Linked DNA regions of Capra hircus: region 2 is linked to region 1. A link is a contact called in public Hi-C data. All regions are on one chromosome and are shown on one strand. The core of a region is the stretch at or near the end of the contact, and the rest is flanking DNA. Distances in the headings are between cores, read along the strand shown. Region 1 overlaps BCL2 (BCL2, apoptosis regulator). Region 2 holds the start of BCL2 (BCL2, apoptosis regulator).

Region 1 (5,669 bases), core at 137-2,636:
CCTTTTTTTATTTGCTGCAGCAGCTTCTAGTGTCTCCAGTGAAGAACTCAAGTTCAGGGCATTCAGAATGGTCAGCGCTGGATCTGACTGGTCGGTGTTCGTGCCACATTGGTGGTGGCACGGTGCCATTCAGCAGTTTTGAATAGCATCCCACCTGAACGCCCTGGAGTCTCCAAGGGAGGTACAAGCTGTGGGGCATTTTCCAAGCCCGCTGAACCATCTGTCCCTCTGTCAGGGAGATCCCCGTCTTGTGAAGACTGAGAATGCCGAGAGGCGGAGGTAACAAAGCAGTAGTCTGCGCACAGCGATAGAGGCAGCGCTGGTGCCCCCTGTACAGGACGGGGCAGGTGATCAGAGGCGCCAAAGCCACCCTAGACCTTCATGGGAACAGCAAGACCGCTGGTGGCCCCTTGTCTTGGAATCTACTAAGAGGTATGAGTGTGTGTGCGCACACTCACTTGCTCAGTCGCGTCTGACTCTTTTTCGATCCCATGGACAGCAGGCTCCTCTGTCCATGGGGTTTTCTCCAGGCAAGGATCCCAGAGTGGGTTGCCATTATCTCCTCCAGGGGATCTTCCTGACGGAGGATCGGACCCACGTCTCCTGCTCTGGCAGGTGGGTGCTTCACCACTAGCACCACTGCAGAAGCAAGGGGGACGAGCCTTGTTCCCAATAAACAGGACCCGCGGTTTCCCCAGTACCCAGAGGCAGCTGACGTCCAGGCCCCAGGCGAGCAGGAATGCTGGGAAAAAGGAGGGAGCCAGGCAGGGAGGGAGACACCTGCACAGCAGAGAGGAGGGCTCTGCCTGAAGCCGGGAGGCAGTGATGTCCGGACGCCCACTAGGGCTGAGATCAAAGGGAGAGCGGCAGCCAGGCCTCTGGGCGAGGCGGCCTGCGCAGCACACGCGAGGGAGCCAGGGCTGTGTCTACCTGAGCGCAGCAGCTGGTGAGGAAGTGACTCTACTTCCCGCCTTATCATTGGACTGGCAGGATTTCCTCTGCAGCCACTTTGTGCTGAATGAGTCTGGAAGGTTCCGTCTGGAGTAGAGAGCCGTGGTGGGCGGTGGCTAAGTCCAGTCCCCTGGGCGCTTCCTCCCCCCCCACCCCCTCCCCACCACCCGCCCTTTTACTCCTGAAGTATTGATTCCGGGCTTGGGGGAAAAGGAAACAGAAAAAACCTTGACGACTGGAGCATATAACCGAAGGACACACAGCTGCCTGGCCTGCAGATGGGGGCCCGTGAGCGTCAGAGGCCTCGGGACCCTTCACCGAGGTCCTCGGGGGCCCCCAGCCCGGCAGTAAAGGGGGCTCCACCTTGGAGGCACTCTGGGCCCAGGGGGAGGGGCTCGTTGCGTCACAGGCCGAGGACATAAAAATGAAACCTGATCCGAGTGTCATCCGGGTGTAACCAGAAACCAGAACGATGGCAGGAGATGAGAAGCCCACACAGGACTGGCCCGCCCACCTCGGGTCCAGGGAAGATTGGGTGTATTTTGTGATGCGAAGTGAGCTGAGGATGCAAATCAGGCAGGGGCCCGGAGGAGCCGGAGGGAGGGCAGGAAAATGAGAGCCCCAAGGGCTCCTTCCCTTCTAGAGCAGGGCAGACTTTGAACCTCATTTGCAAAGGCGTCTATTGCTCTGGGGACCCCTCAGCCGCGGGGCCAGCTCAAAGGCAGCGGGCCCTGTCCACGTGCTGGAGGCCGGAACCAGAGGCTGCCGGCCCGGTGGGACCTCAGAGGTTCTGCTAGTCTCTCTGCTCTGGGGCTGGGCAGTCGCTGCAGTCTGGAGAGAAGTGCAGTGAGGAATTCCAGGCCGCGCCAGCTGTGTGAACACTGCAGGAGTGGGGACCTGGCCACCTGTGGGCTTAGGAAGTGAGAACAGTCCAGAGATTCGAAAGGTGTCTGTGGAAATGGGCCAAGCAATGCATCTATAGCAAAATGTGCTTTAAAAAAATGTTAAATAGTCGTACTATTTGGTTCATCAGGTTCAGATGATAAACCAGCGTGAGGCTAAAGCCGTATCTGTAGAAGACCCTGAAATCTCATCTTTGACTTGCTGATTCATTTGGGAACCAGACATTTTTTATAAGGTGCTGAGGAGTCTTAAAGTTAAACAAGACACAGGCCTGCATTATAAGAATGGCTCCTTGATATTCTCACGCGTTCACAGCAGCTTTGGCGAGCAGGAGAGTTCTATATATGCATGCAAAAAAGCAGTGTGTGTGGATGCATTTTGGGGCTTCCCAGGTGCCTCAATATTAAAAAGAATCTTCTGCCAGTGTAGGAGATGCAGGTTCCATCCCTGGGTCAGGAAGTTCCCCTGGAGGAGGAAATGGCAACCCATTCCAGTGTTCTTGCCTGGGAAATCCCACAGACAGAGGAGCTTGGCGGGCTGCAGTCCACGGGGTTGCGGAGTCGGACACAACCGAGCGAGTAAACAACAAAGGCATTTGCCCTTCGGGCTCTGGGGTTTGAGGAAGGAGACCACGGCTGCTGTCCTCCTTCAAAGGGTGGCTCCCCCAGGACCCTTTAGGCCCAGAGGCCGCAGGAAACTGCCTTGCAGGGTTTTGGCTTTAAAACAAAGTGACTTCATTTTTCTTCCTGACCTTCCTCATTCCACTACCTTCTTTTGGCGAGAGAGCCGTGTATTTTCTGGCACTTGGTCCTTTCTTGCTCTGGGCTTATGTTATTTTCACTGTTAGGGGGAAACATCCCATTATGATGGAATTTTGTTGGAATGAAAGCACATCAAGCAAAAAATAGTGTAATTATTACAACTCAACAATAAAAAGACGGATAGCCCAATTAAAGAATGGGCAGAGATTTGAATAGATATTTCACAGAAGAAGATCTCCAAATGGTCTAGAACTACATCCGTCATTTAGGGAAATGCAAATGGAAACCACAATAAGATATCACTTCATCCCGACCAGCATGGCTTTCGCCTCAAAAGCGGACAATAACCAGCGCCGACAAGGAAGGAGAGAAAGCAGAGACTGCACCCATCACTCATGGGAAAAGAAGAGAGCGCAGCCTCTGTGGAAAAGAGTGGGGCTTGCTCACAGAAGTGAGCGGTTACCCCACGACCTGCCAATTCTGCTTCTAGATGCACACCCAAGGTAACTGAAAATATATGTTCACACAGAAACGTGAACACACGTATTCACATCAGGGTGATTTATAATAGCCCAAAGTGGAAGTGACCCAAATGTCTATCAGCTAATAGACAAGCAGTAAGGTACCATCCGGAGAAGGCAATGGCAGCCCACTCCGGCGTTCTTGCCTGGAGAATCCCAGGGACGGGAGAGCCTGGTGGGCTGCCGTCTAAGGGTCGCACAGAGTCGGACACGACTGAAGCGACTTAGCAGCAGCAGCAGGGTACCATCCACACCATGGAATATCATGCCGCCACAGAAAAGGATGAAGCATTGATACGAGCCGTAACGTGGATGCACCTTGAAAACAGCATGCTGGATGAAAGACGCCAGGCATGAAGGCCACACATCGCGTGCCGCCATGGGCTTCCCTGGTGGCTCAGATGGCAAAGTCTGCCTGCGGTGGGGGAGACCCAGGCTCGATCCCTGGGTTGGGAAGATCTCCTGGAGAAGGAAGTGGCAACCCACCCGGAACTCCTGCCTAGAAAATCCCGTGGCCGGAGGAGCCTGGTGGGTCACAGTCCATGTGGTTGCAAAGTCGGAGACGGCCGAGCGACCTCACTTTCATTTCTATGGCATGTCCAAATTAGACAAATCCGACGGGACGGGAGTGGATCGGGGCTGAGGAGAGACGAGTGGACAGTGACTGCTTACGGGCACAGGCCTTTTTTTTTTTTTTTTTTTGCCAGAGTGATAAACAGTTCTAGAATTAGAGAACAGTGATGGGTCTCACGACATTAGAAATACTAAAACCAAGCAGTCACGCTTCCCTCATGGTCCAGTGGCTTCCCACTGGTCCAGTGCTTTGCAATAGAGGGGACATTGGTGTGACCCCTGGTTGGGGGAGATCCCACACGCCACTGGGCAGCTAAGCCCGAGCACCGCAACTGCCGCGTCTCAATACAGAGCCGGGCGGCCTAGAGCGCGCGCTGCGCAGGAGGAGCCGCAGCAGCGAGCGGCCGGCGCCGCAGCTGGAGAGCAGCCCGCAGGCAGCGGCCGAGACCCAGCACCGCCGGAAATAAACATTTTTTAAAAGTCAATCACTTAGAATTGAATTTTAAGGTTTGTCAATTATTATTTAAAATCGTATTTTTTACACGACGTGAAGAAGGGCACTAAACTATTTTTATGCCGCACGCAACTGGACAGAAGGAGCTGCTTATTCTGGAACCCTTGCTCACGGGTGGCCCCCTTGCCAGGGTCCAGACCTGCCCGGATGTGAGCGTGGCCTTCACTCTGTGCGGCCGGCAGCAGGGAGACTCGCCCCCGCCCCGGAGAGCCCCCTCTGGGCTGCGCCAGCCACGTGGCCCGTGAACCCGGGGTCCTGCCAGCCGAGGAACCCAGGGCCCTCCCTGCCGCCCCGGAGCGAATTCATAGGCTAGAGATGGAACTGGGCGGATGCTCGCCGAGCCCCGCAGCGTGGCCTGAGTGCTGTCATCGGGACACCAGACGGGGGCGGGGGTGCGCAGGGCCCTGATTTCCCAGACCTGCGTTGAGGGCCGCAGGCCTGACTCTCCGCTGGTTTAAGTCAGCAGGTGTTGACTGAGAGTGGTGTGGGGAGAGAGCAGAGGAGCGCATTCCTAACGAACTTGCTGAAAGCGACCTCGGACCTGGAGGGCGTGTGTCCAGTGGCGGAGCAGGAAGGGGCGCCGTCCTCCGCGGCCCGCCAGCCTCCGGCCGGACCTGCGCTGACACCCGCTGTCAGGACTGGCTGAGAAACCAGCACGGCATCTCTTCTGGAAGCTCCGCACCACGCCGGGCCGGGCTTTCCCTCCGCGACAGGCTCAGGACCCTGTCTGCCGCCCTCACCGCGAGGGGGGCGCACCCCGCCCCCGCCTCAACGCCCCGATCCTGGGTCCTCAGTCCGCGGCAAGCGAGTCGCTATTAATAGCCCTGCTTTACCTCCCAGGACGCTCGCATCCTGCAGGGAAGCACGCCGGGACACAATAGGCCGTACCCTGTGCCAGCTGCCCAGTGAGTCACTGTGTGACGGCCTGCACGCCACGGACCCACCGCCTTCCGGAAAGGCCGAGCGCTCGGGAGGGCCGGGGGCGCGGTGGCGCCCTGCTCAGCGGGCTCCACGTGGGCGTGCCACGGGAAGGTCGGCTTTCGCTTTGCAGTGTATGATTTAGTTCAGTTCACCTGGAAAGACTCAGCATGAATGGAAACATGCATCTCGAGGCGCACTGCCCGGCTCTCGGACAGGCCTCTTCCTCCCGCACAGACAGTCCTCCCACGTCCAGGGAGGAGAGCAGACCGCTCCTCATAAGGAGCACGCGGCCACGGCCTCGGCCTCTGACGCGCAGACCCGGGCACCGGCCGCGCTCGGGTCCTGGACGCGGGTTCGTTCACTCGGTGCAGCTTTGCCGGCGCGGCTGCTCGTCGAGATAGATGCCCCTGGGAAGGCCTTCTGACGGCGTGTGCTATGCCGCCAGAACGACATGGGCCTTAAATACGCACACAGTGAGAGGGGCACTCACAGGGAGAGACAGAGGAGGGACAATCAGAGGACAGA
Region 2 (5,722 bases), core at 843-3,342, 180 kb after region 1:
AATTACTAAAGATCTGATAACATGGTATCTCAAAGAAACAAACAATTCACAAAAAGCATTTATTAATAAATTTTAGGGGTTGAATGCGGATTTTCACTCTTAAACACTAAACACGGCATCAGGGCTTTGCCAGCTTTGGCCACGCGGGCCCGGCGTTCTCATTCAGTCATCTGCTTTTCTTGGCTTTTCTCTTTTCAGCCCCCCGTACGCGCACACTTTGTAAACTATGTGATGTGCTTCTTGAAATCGAACCCACGTGTAGTGCCTTCTAAGGGTTTTGCTCCTGTTAGGTCCTATAAGAGAGTAAGAGCAGTAATCCTGGCGACTGTAAAAGGAACCACTGAATGGCACCCTTTTTCAAGACAGCTCTTCAGATTAAAACAGAAAGTCTGCAAAAAACTTGAACCAGAGTTATTCCTCTTTCACTTTTTCACAAATTAATCATTTCAGATATGAAGTACAGATGTCAATGACACTTCTTCAGTCTTATGAGCTGTACTCCTCCCCCGAAGAATCACGCTCACAAAAAGAGCTTTATGGTGACATGACGGAGGCTCTGTCTAGCACAATAGTACCAGGAAAAAAAAAAAAAAACAGCTCACAGATGTTCTTCAAAAATACAAGCATCAATCACTTCAACTAAAGTCACAGCATGAGAATCCACAGCTAAGAATCAATTCTTCTATCTTTATATAGATACTCTGGACACAAGTTTGCCCCGCAGAGGATCCCACCAAACGATGTGCATTGTAGGTTAGGGTAGAAAATAAAATATACTAAAAATTCCAGTGAACTTCTAAATCGTACACAAGTTATAGAAATAGAATACAAGGCAGGCGGCCAACGCGAAATCCGTCAGTGATGAAACAAACACCCATAGCCTAGGGTTCTTCAAGACACAACGTCATGCCCACTATGAACGTGGCACAAACTGGAGGTCAGTGTCAACAGACTCTGGAAGTCAACTTAACCTTTTCACAATCATCCAGGTTTTCTAGGGAAAGGGGCTACACTGGTTTTCCTCTTTGGGTAGATTTTACCAAGTGAGCCAGAGAAGGCAGGCCCCTGGGCCTCTAGAGGAGTCTGCTCTTCTAATCCAGTGGTTTTCAAATTTTAGGACAAAGCAGAACCCCCCCAGGGGAGCTTATTTCTGATACAGATAGTCAGGACTCAGCCTGGCATCCAGTTTATGAGTTGTCCCTGAAATGCTCCTTTTCAATAAGCTCCTCCACCAGGTACCGTGATCAGGGGGATCCCTGGACTCCCAGTTTCAGGACCTCGAAGGGATGCTCTTTATCCCCAAATTCTACTGAGCAGCAAAGCCTGGATCTTTGGACCTCAGCAGCTGGCGCAAGGGAAGCAATGTCTCCGGGGAAGGAGCGATCGCGGTGGGGCTGGCGGGGAGAGCTCTCTGCAGGGGAAGAGAAAGGGAGACCACACACCTGGCTCCACTCCACTGGCCTGCCCTTGACCCTGGGCCCAGCCACACCCCGCCACTGGGACCGCCGGCTCAGGCTCACACCCAGACGAGCACCTACCCAGCCTCCGTTGTCCTGGATCCAGGCGTGCAGGTGCCGGTTCAGGTACTCGGTCATCCACAGGGCGATGCTGTCCACCAGGGGCGACATCTCCCGGTTGACGCTCTCCACACACATGACCCCTCCGAACTCAAAGAAGGCCACGATGCGCCCCCAGTTCACCCCGTCCCTGAAGAGCTCCTCCACCACCGTGGCGAAGCGTCCCCTCGCGGTGAAGGGCGTCAGGTGCAGCTGGCTGGACATCTCGGCGAAGTCGCGGCGGTAGCGCCGAGAGAAGTCATCGCCGGCCTGGCGCAGGGTCAGGTGGACCACAGGTGGCACCGGGCTGGGCGCAGGCCCGGCGGCGGCGGCCGGGGGCGGCGGCGGGGAGGTCCTGGAGGGCGCGGGCGCGCGGCCCGGCTGGGAGGACAGGATGCCCGGCGCGGGGGCGGCCCCGGGGGGCGCGGCGCCCGCGGCTCCGGCATCCCACTCGTAGCCGCGCTGCGACAGCTTGTAGTGGATGTACTTCATCACGATCTCGCGGTTATCGTAGCCTGTGCCCCCCGCGTGCGCCATCCTTCCGCGCACCTCTCGCCCCACAGCACCTCTCGCCCCCCCCCGCTGCCCGCCCCACGGCCCCGCAAATGGGGAGAAGAGTTACAATCCAGCTATTTCATCGGATGTGCTTTGCATTCCTGGAAGAGGGGGTGTCTTCAACCACGCGGAACACTTGATTCTGGTGTTTCCCTCTTGGCATGAGATCCTGGAAATTTTTACTTAAATCCCTTTCGGATCTTTATTTCATGAGGCACATTATTAATTACTGTTAATATCAGTCCACCTCCTCCGTGATGCTGAAAGGTTAAAAAAACTAATCAGTCAAAATCAGGTGCGTTTCCCTCTGTACGCTGGTTGAAAGCAGGGCACACACACACTACAAGTTACACGCTGAAAAGAGTATATTACACTGCCTGGAAATTAAACTTACTCCAATGCACTTAAAGTGAAAATCGCAAAGGTTCCCACTGACAGTTACATTAAACCAATTTCCTGTGCAAAGAACTTACTGGTATTTTTCAAGGACAGCATGATCCTCTGTGAAGTTTCCTTTTTTGTGAAAACAAATGAAAAGGCAAAAAGATTCCATCAATCTTCAGAACTCTCCAGTTAGAGCTGCTCTGAAAACTTCCAAATGAATCAGGAGTTGGGGGAGGGGGGTGCAAAAAATTAGGAGAATTTCCAGTTTGATTCCTAGACTTCTTCACAGAAATGTCAATCTGTAGGAATCCCAACCGGAGATCTCAAGAGCACGAGCAAACGGAAGGCAGCGGTGGCGGCGGATGAATTACCATTTCTCAGTCGGTATTTGCAGAAGTCCTGTGATTTTTCCCCTTCTCGGCAATTTTCACGCGCGCACACACGCGCGGGCACACACATGGGTCTGTATCCGCGGGGCCGCCTCACGCCTCCCCGGGGAGAAAACACCGGGCCGGAGCCGGCGGGCGAGCCGCGGACGCGGGCGGGGATCCTCTCCGGATCAAACTCCGAACGGCCAAGGCATTTTCCGAAGAGCTGCCGATAGACGCAGGCTGGCCGCGCCGGCCCCGCGGTGCCGAGCGCGAGGAGCCCGCGCTGTGTGTGGTGCCGCGAGGGTGGGAGGCGGCGCTGGCGGGGGAGGGCTTTATTTTTTTTTTTCCCCCTCTTTTCCTAAAAAGGGATGACTGCTCCGAAGTTCTCCCCCCCGGACCCCTCTTCCGCTGCACCCCACCGGCGCACCCCGCCTCCGGGCCGCGCACCCTCTCCCCGCCCCCGCGCCGCGCGCTCCGGCCGAGGACGCCGCCCGGGGGGGGCCCGGCGCCCGCACCTTCGCGGCGGCGGGGGGACCGGGCGCGGGGCGGGGCGGCGGGAGGAAGGGGGCGGCGCGGGGGGCCCGGCCTCTGACTTCATTCTCCGCTCGAACCGCCCGGTTTCCTGTGCGTGCGTCACACGGTTCATTCAAAAAAAGAAGAAAGGACGGGCCCTCCCCGGAGCCGCCCCCCCGGCCGGGTTAAAGGCGCCGCGGCCGGCGCTCCGCGCGCGCCCCGCCGGGGGCCCTGCGGGCGGGGGCCGCGGGGCCGGGGGGTCGGGGGGCCCGCGACGCCCCGCCCGCTCCGCGCGCCCGGCCGGGGTGGGGGGCGCGGGCGGCGCGGGCGGCGCGCGAGGGGCCTCCTCGGGCCTGCGGCGGCCGGGCGCGCGCTCGGGGTCTCCGGGGCCCGCGAGGGGCCGGGGGCGCCCGGGGAACCGCCCGCGGCGGGGGTCGGCTGCCGGGGGCGGAGGCGCGGGGGGGGGGGAACCCCGAGAAAACGGGCGCCGGGAGCCGCTGGGACCCTTCCTCGCCGCGGGCGCGCGCGTGGCGTGAGCGCGCGTCCGCACCCGGGGTCCACCCTCGGCCGATGCTGACCCCGGGCAGGGGCCTCGGCGCCGGCCTCCGAGAGGAGAGGCCACGCCGCGCGCGCCTCCGCGAGGGAAGCCGCGAGCCTCGCGCTTCCTTGCAGCCGCTTCCTGGCTGTCCACGCAGAGCGCGCGCTTCGGAGACCGCACCCGGGCCCAGGCTAGACGCGGCTCCCGGGGCTCGCGGACGGCCGGCCCGGGCGGCCGAGCGCGGTCCGGTGCGAGTGGTGGCGGAGGGCTCCGCGGCCCGCGGGCTCCCCTGTCCGTGGGATTCTCCGGGCAACAGGGCTGTCCCTTCTCCAGGGGCTCTCCCTGACCCAGGGATCGAACCCAGCTCTCCGGCATGGCAGGCAGATTCTTTTTTCCTCGCTCCCAACCATTTCGGCCCTGGCTTAGGAGCCGCGGGGGCTACGGGGCAATTTCAGGCCCGCAGCCCGCAGTCAGGGCGGGTGGGTTTCTAAAGGCCTCCGCGGTCGTCCAGCACTCAGTTCTAGACGTCCGCACCTTCTCGAGTTCTCTATACATACACCAACCTATATATACACTATGTGTGCACAGTTTTAATATTTTTATACACACTCATACATATACATTTTATATACGGAAACATTTTTTAAGTTCATCAGTACAAATGGCCTCCAGAAAAAGAGCACAGAGGGCAGACAAATCGCATGCGCGTATTTTTATTTCTAAAAGTCTGACGGAGCGCCGGGAAAACGTTTACTAATGGCACGGCGGCTTAGTTAACTGGGCTTCCCTGGTGGCTCAGGCGGTAGAGTCTGCCTGCGATGCAGGGAGACCAGGGCTCCACCCCTGGGTCAGGCAGATCCCATGGAAAAGGGAATGGTCACCCACGCCAGTATTCTCGCCTGGAGAACTCCATGGACGGAGGGGCCTGGCGGCCTACAGCCCATGGGGTGGGTTGCAGAGTCGCGCACACAGAGTGACGAACACCTGATGGGGCTCAAGTGAAACTTCCGGGAGCGTCCTTTGTGTGGGCGAGGAATGCGAGGCTGACTACTGCCCTGTCCACACGCACACCTCAAACTGTACTTGGTCTCCTTCTTAGACTAGAATCAACACATTCATTCTTCGGTAAAATAAGCACAGCAAATTACTTTCATTTCTTCATTTATCAGAGCCAGTCAGCCAACATGCCAGCCCACCTCTTGCTTGTAGGAATGTGCACCTGGTACAAATGTCTCTTCCAGGCAAGGAGTGAAGGAAGATGGTCCTTCCTGTTTCCAGCTGCTGGGACCTTTGCCCCACGGCAGTGACGGCCAGGTGCGGTGGCCTGGAGATCTGTTCTCACCGAAACCGAGGAAAGCCAAGCTGAGGCCACCCGTCCTGGTTGAGGGTCTTCTCAGAACTTGCCTTAACTCCTGAAGTTACTTAGGAGGAACCAAAAGCCTCAGTGCTTGCGACCCAGCATGCGAGCGAGGAAACGAGAGGCCAGAGCTGGAACCAGGCTGTCCTCCTGCCAGGGGGAGACAGAAGGAAAGAGAGGCCATTCCGAGTGAAGGAAAGCCTGCCTTCTTCTCCCCTTTACTCCACAGATGATTCTTCCACTCTTAAGTGGCCCCTTGATCATAATCCAACATTCTCAGGACAGGTCTGCATTAACCTTGACTAAAGGCTAAATATTCCCTAGGAATGTTCTGGGTACTCCTTCAATCAAAACAGTGAAACCACTCCTCTATTCAGATTGCGTGCTTATCAGATTCCACCGAAAGTGTCAGGGCAGGTAGTCCTCAGAAGTGTGTGGATTAACTGTT

The links. Hi-C and Micro-C count contacts between places; a contact is called where the count stands out from the background.
Region 2: a Hi-C map of blood shows a contact between it and region 1, with 3 times the contacts expected there. The contact joins the promoter of BCL2 here to the enhancer-like site in region 1. A contact is called at or near these places in 3 of 5 Hi-C or Micro-C datasets (all in blood).

Annotation. Positions count from the first base shown.
Region 1 is chr24:61,585,430-61,591,098 of ARS1.2, forward strand. The region is part of intron 1 of BCL2 (BCL2, apoptosis regulator); the gene reads right to left. Among named protein-coding and RNA genes, the nearest start is that of BCL2, 180 kb to the right of the region's middle. Within about 2 kb of position 1,387, at least 3 of the 5 cell types and tissues checked have an H3K27ac peak or open chromatin away from gene starts, as enhancers often do.
Region 2 is chr24:61,768,780-61,774,501 of ARS1.2, forward strand. It overlaps BCL2 (BCL2, apoptosis regulator), which reads right to left and starts at 2,093. Exons shown (of 2, transcript NM_001314213.1): 1 at 1,539-2,093. The coding sequence starts at 2,093.